2 separate regions of the Sus scrofa genome follow, and region 1 is linked to region 2. A link is a contact called in public HiChIP or PLAC-seq data. All regions are on one chromosome and are shown on one strand. The core of a region is the stretch at or near the end of the contact, and the rest is flanking DNA. Distances in the headings are between cores, read along the strand shown. Region 1 overlaps ADGRL2 (adhesion G protein-coupled receptor L2). Region 2 overlaps ADGRL2 (adhesion G protein-coupled receptor L2).

Region 1 (3,338 bases), core at 2-2,501, 350 kb before region 2:
TATTTTCCACCATAGTATGATTTATCCATTCATTATTTCATCACATATTTATAGAGAGCCAACCATTTGCTAGGCACGACAGTGTGATATACCTTTTTTCTCTTTTACTGGGTTTTTGCCTCCAATGACCTAGTGTTTATGACCATAAAAATTCATGAGTCAGAGTTCCTGTTGTGGCACAACAGAAATGAATCCGACTAGTTTTCATGAGGATGCAGGTTCGACCCCTGGCCTTGCTCAGTGGGTCATGGATTGCCATGAGCTGTGGTGTAGGTCACAGGTGCAGCTCGGATCTGGCGTTGCTGTGGCAGTGGCACAGCTGCAGCTCTGATTAGACCCCCTAGCCCAGGAATTTCCATATGCTGCAGGTGGGGCTCTAAAAAGAAAAAAGATGCAAATGCTGCCATAGTATGGAAGTGTGTGTGTGTGATTGTGTGTGTGTGTGTGTATTATGTATTTATATTTGTGAGTAAATATATATTAATGCAGAATATGTAGATTTAACTATGACACTGTATTTGTGGCAGAAGTTTGCCAAACCTATTTAGAATGCGAACAGCAAGGGACACTGGAGGGAAATGGAGCCACACAGGAAGTGTAAGAAGTTGGTGAAAGTGGCCTGAAGACCTAGCAATCAATATACAAAAGTCATCCCAGTTTTTAAAGGCTACCATTATAAACTTTAAACCAAATTTAAAATCACAAGTTGGAAACTGTTTGTGGGTTATCAAAACTTTCTCAGCATCTGGTTCCCTCTGTGCTGTCTCATATTCTTGCAAGCCTCATGGGATGTTTCTTAAACACACTTCACCTTTCTTTCTTCAATTTCAGGGTAGAAAGGGTCCCTTTAACTCCTGGAGACAGTAAATCACAGTTTGTGTGGTAGTTCTCTGAAGACACTTAAAGGACTGAATTGGATGCTCTACATAGCACCCTTGCCAAAAGAGTTCAGAAATGACTTCCAGCTTCCCACAGTCATAAAATGGCACTGTTTGGCATCTTTAAGGTAATAAAAGTGAATTTTTTTCCATTCTGGTAAATGAGAAGAGAGGCCTGGTTGTTTGAAAAACTGATTAAAATTCATGTGTTTCCCTCAAATTATAGAGCGTGATATGAACACGCATGTGAACTTCAGACCACCTCAGAGCTCTATTATATCCAGCTCTCTGAGGAAACAGGATATGCTGGTGGGTGTGTGGAAGGGAGCCTGGGAAGGACCCATCAGGTGCTATGAATACTGAGGACATGATTCAATAGGTGGCACTCTTCCCTCTGAGTCAGCGGTGAATTCAGAGTGTGCTCTTTGGAGGATATTATTTTGCTTGAAGGAAACATTTGGGAAGTTCTTAAGTGTTTCTGGCACTGTTAAACAGCTGCCGAGTCTAATCGCAGACTGGGGCTGTATTTTGGTGAGGGGAAAAGCTCTAGAAAACAGGTTTTCGGTCTTTAGGAAAGAGGCTTATGTAAGGCGTTGCTGTCATTTGTATACAAGACATTTTAAAATTCTGTTTCCCTCTCCTCACCATTTCAAAGGAAAATCTTTTGTCATTTCTGTTTGACTCATAGGGTCTAGGAGGAAGTTGGATCATCTTCCCTTTCCCATCTGGTTATTCATAAGGCACCTGCATCTCTTATGATTTCTCTTAGACTACACAATGCTACCCACTGACAACAAACATTGTAAAAAGGAAGACCACCTTTTAGAAAAGGCACCTGAACATTACAAACTTGCCAGCCAAAGGCATGGGATGTAGCTTTCTATCCTTATTTCAACCGTACCAAAAGTAGAAATTATTATTGTTTTAACCAGAAAACACAAGATGGATACTTTTTACCTATCGTCCAACCCACATTTGTCTTGGTTTATGTGCTACAATTAGAAGGCTATTACAAACAAATTAGTAGTATTACGGAAGAATTTTTAAAAATTTGCTGATTTCTATTATTGCCTTCATCTGTTTGTCACATTTCTAATTAAGAGACATCAGGGTGTGCGTTTATATAATCTCTTTGTTAAAATTACGTAAAGGCGTCCTCAGGAGTTAGGGGCTAGCCCACTAATTAGGCAGACAAAACTATTAAAGAGGTTAAACAGACTATTATGAAAGAAGCAGGATGTAGACACACCCCAGTTTAAAAATAGTGGGGAAGGAGGTGTCCCTAACAAAGACATAAAAGAAAAGGAAATATTACCCTCTGCTCTGAATGATGGTTTATAAACACTTGAGTACATGTTTATTAAGTCTATGACAGCTTGCTTCCACTAAGAGAGAACTAGATGTAAATGCTAATGCCTTTTGCTCACAAATACTCCCAATGAGTATGACCCAAATCAGAGCATTCGACTTTAGTGGGTAACCATGTGTGATAAAAAGGAGGATGCTTCCTTCTGGGCTAGCCTTGAAATACCAATGGAGGCAGTGTTCCTGCAGCTGGTCCTTGACCTTCCCCTTCAAATACCTATTTACCTGTTAAATTATATAGTCTCCAAGCAGACTCATGGGAAAAGTTTGTGAAAGAAAACTCTAGACCCTGATACACTACTGCATCCATAATATGTAACACAACATGTTTACAGATCTATATCTGCCCTTATCCCTTTGTAATTAGGCCATTCTCTCAGTAGTTTGAACTATGAGTTCTTCATGGCCAGGGACCATGTCTTCTTTAACTAAAAACAGAGTAGGCAATCAATAAATATTTGCTGAATGAGTGAATACCTGCATAACCATATAAAAATGAGTTTCTTATTGTTCTCATTGCTAAAGTGGAAGTAATCTTAACTTCAGCAAATATGTGAGGGTAAGAACACTCATGTTCTTGATTTTAAGTGTAATAATTTTATCCCTAAATATAGGAACTATAATGAACTTAACCTAAACAATCATTCTACTTCAAAATATTAAAAGTTTTAATAAAGTAATGGCTAGCAAATTTAACATCTCTAGCTCTTATATTAGCAGGGACTTACTAAAGAGTTTATGATTATCTTTAATCTTGTCACCTTGTTACCTCCTCTGTAATTTAAATTATTTATTTTCTATGTTCCAAATATTATTATATGCATATAGTAAATAAAACAATGTTTCCTTTGAAAATTTCTAATTGTGCTCTCCTGTTCTAACATGTATGTTTTCTATCCAAATGATATTTGTCTGTGTTATGGATGAAATTCCGTTTATCCATTCATTTAATATACATTGGTTGAAGGCCTGCCATGTACAAGATAACCTACCAAATGCAAGGACGCAACAGAAAATATTTTTCTCTTTATCCCACATGTTCCTAGAGTTAACCTCATCCCATTGGATTACTTTGGTTTGGCCAGTGATTCTAAG
Region 2 (3,351 bases), core at 676-3,175:
CTGTATGTAGTTTTGGACATTTGAGAATTTAGTGTCATAGGATTGCTATTTAAAAATAGCAACTTTAGCTGCTGGACTTGGAAGGGACTTAAAATCCTGTTTGTTTTGGTTGTATCAGTTACTAAGGTAATTTGTTTAAGTATTACTTCACAGTACCTAAATAGATATCTGTTTTGTAACTATTTTCAGGAAAGACTAAAACATTTCTATTTTAATGATAGATTAAAATCATAATTGACTTTATTACATAACACTAATTAGTCTGTAGCCCCACCCAAATATTCATCTCTCCAAATAATTTTTGATTGAAGGTTGAAAGGTTGAAAAGTACTTAATCACCCATATTACTGTAATTAGACTTGATGTTATCAGAAAAATTAAGATTGTTATCTAAAATATTTTTACTACTCAAGATTGGTCAAGTAGTGATTGTTACTATTTTTTAAAGCCTTAAAATAAAAGTTAAGGACATGGATTAATTTAGAGATAGTTAATTATTGGAATTACGGAATTAGAATCCTAAAATAATGACAGTTTTCTTGACCTAGTGTGATAACTTTTAAAGGAGTATCTATAACTAGGATCTCATTCCTAAATTTTATTCAGGACATCAATATGATATTTTGAGTTGAGTATATAGGTTTTGTTAAATATATTATACATTGTGAAAATCCCTTAAGTTGATGTAAGTAGGAATTTTTTTCAGTGGCTCACTGTGCCATATAAGAAAAGGTCCTAAATAACCAAAAATCCTTAAAAATCTTTTTAGGTTACTTTAATAATGGATTAACTGTAGGCAATAATTTGAAGATACTCTCCAATATATTCTTCTTTTTAATTGAAGTATAGTTGATTTACTTTTCAGTATATTCTTATACAACTGTTTTTTAAAAACTATATTTTACCAAAGAATTTCTGTATTTTGCAAATAAAAATCTTCTTTAAAAAAAAAAAGTAGAGGGAATGAAGGGACCAAGTGCTTAATACCTGCAAGTAAAGTACAGTTTCGAGCAAAATGCTATTGATTGCTTTGGAATCACAGAGCAAGTTTAAGTACAATTTATTTAATTACAACAAAAATGCAGTTTTATGAAGTAATATAGTTTGTCTTCGTAAAGGATTTTATGCATTGTGTGGTGGTAAGTAAAATCCCATCACAGTTGTATAAATTTGTTCAATTACCAGAACGCTAAAAGGAAAAAAAAATCAATTTACTTTGAAAAGCAGCAGAAATTAGATTACCTTGGTTGGTAGGAACTTCCAGCAGTCTCTAAATTGCTTAATAATAGCAAAAGTTACCATGTTTCACATTGTAAGGATATTGGTGCCTGTTTTTATATGCATACATCTTGTTTACTTGGTGACTTTCATTATGTGAACATTTTTGTTCTTTTTGCCCTCCATTTTTGTTTTTGTGAACACTGTTGCATGACATGGTTGCTTTTCTGGATTTCGAGAATTTGTAATCAGTTGGTATTTCAAATCCGTGTAGTGAAAAACCAGATGTAATTTTATCCATCAGGAGAAACCTGGTCCATCAGTAGGACCAGGTTAGATTATTATCAGCCAAAGAAACATATTAGAAATTATTCCTACTTGAGGATTATACAGAACTCTAAATCTTAAATTCTTGTAGCAGTAAAGTGGCATGGGAGTCATCGGAGTAGATAGCTGGGCACCTGTTTTACTACCACCTGGATCCATTGTGGCGCCCAGATTTCCCAAAGCGCAGAACAGGCACAACTGCTACTCAGAGCCACCCGGCTGTTTTTAGGTCATGAAGTCAACTTCCTGGAATTTCTGGGGAAACCAGTTGAAAAGGGAGGACAAATGTCACTTTAAATAGAGATGTTTAAATCAGATTTCTGCCTGAGGGTAAAATTTAGGTCTGTTTTAGCCCGGATGTAATGTCTCCCTCTACAGAGCACAGCATTAATCACGACCTGACAAGAAAAACGTATGCTGAGCAAAACGGGCCCCTGTTGGTCTTGTCATTGATTTTTCCAATCTGTGAGGAGTACATTATAAACATTAAAATTCACACACGGGATTACACCTTAATCTCTGAATTTCCGTATTGAAATTAGCTGCTTAAAAAAAAGCCTTCTTAAAAAAAGCTGAAAATTCTTTGGGAGAGTTTAGGATAAATTCAATACTTTGATAAAAATAGAAATAGAAGTTTAAAACCAGGCAGGTTAAGCAGCAGTTTCCTTCCATGACCACATCTTAATTCTGTTTTAAGGTGCATGAAGTAACTTCAAAACTTTTTTTAATCTGGTATCTGTAAAAAGAAACAGATAAAAACCATTAGTTCTTAGACAAGATAGGTAGGAGAGGTTGAAAAGATGGTTAACTTTGGACTTACATCCATTCAAACACATGTTATTTTGTTAGAACAAAACCAGATACAAGTGTGTATCTTTTTCTGGATAAATAATAAAGACTTAACCATTGTAGTGGCAAAAAAAAAAAAAAAAAAAAAAACCATTGTGAGAGTCCTAATAAAAAAGAATTTAGTTTTGCCTCTTCAATTATTAGATAATGCTCTTTAATTCTTTTTTTGATCGTGTACACCCATGTACTTACTTTAACAAATTTATATTATTTGTTTGTATACAGCAGTACTTTTGACAGTTATGGGCTAAAAATTAGTGCACATGCAAGTTTAAAATGTAAAATATGAATGATTAAGATATCTGTTGTCAAACTGATTTTTAAAATGATATAATGTGTTTGATCTCTATTTTATTCTCAAAGGTATTTCCTGCCTTTGGACCATGAAATTTTTGGCTGTACACATTTTGCCTCATTTTGTAGGTATTTTTACATCAGTCCCCACCTCAAGCAGATTATTTCACTGGATTTAGATGACAGAATAATCTAACCCCAATTACTGTCAAAAATGGTTCTTGGCTGATTGGGGCTGTCTAGGTGACCTTGCATTTAACTAATGCTTTCTCTTGTAGAGGATGGTAAATAGTGTCTATCTGTAGAGAGAGGAAAAGAATTTTACCTGTTTTGTTCATGAAGTGAGTTCTAATTTTAATCATTTATTCTTAACATTAAATACTGTGATGCCAGTTCTTCACATAATGGGTGAGTCTATAAGATTTTCAAAAGGTCTTGAGTTGATAGAATATTTCTGTTTTATGTGGATTATATTTAATCAGTTCTTAACTACACTGCAATGTACTACATAGAAAAATCATGTTGAAAACTATTTTCCCTGTGTCTTTACTTTGAAGCAAATTATCTCTGTGTGGAATTGTTATTTCTTTATTACACTGGTGCCTTCCACGGAGAAATTTCATTCCTCTGCTTTAAAAGCCTATCATTTTTTTAAACTGTGTA

What was found. HiChIP or PLAC-seq counts read pairs in DNA pulled down with a chosen protein or histone mark.
Region 1: a contact with region 2 is called in an H3K27ac HiChIP or PLAC-seq map of skeletal muscle, with 2.2 times the contacts expected there. The contact joins two enhancer-like sites. A contact is called at or near these places in 3 of 47 Hi-C or Micro-C datasets (fetal heart ventricle, fetal skeletal muscle and heart right ventricle) and 1 of 2 datasets of contacts at active chromatin or transcription factors (skeletal muscle).

The regions. Positions count from the first base shown.
Region 1 is chr6:132,259,269-132,262,606 of Sscrofa11.1, reverse strand. ADGRL2 (adhesion G protein-coupled receptor L2) reads left to right here. Exons shown (of 27, transcript XM_021096387.1): 3 at 832-1,006. Among named protein-coding and RNA genes, the nearest start is that of ADGRL2, 110 kb to the left of the region's middle. Within about 2 kb of position 1,251, at least 5 of the 83 cell types and tissues checked have an H3K27ac peak or open chromatin away from gene starts, as enhancers often do. A contact at or near this core is called in skeletal muscle, where this site is marked.
Region 2 is chr6:131,909,600-131,912,950 of Sscrofa11.1, reverse strand. All of the region lies in intron 6 of ADGRL2 (adhesion G protein-coupled receptor L2), which reads left to right. Among named protein-coding and RNA genes, the nearest start is that of ADGRL2, 450 kb to the left of the region's middle. Within about 2 kb of position 1,925, at least 4 of the 83 cell types and tissues checked have an H3K27ac peak or open chromatin away from gene starts, as enhancers often do. A contact at or near this core is called in skeletal muscle, where this site is marked.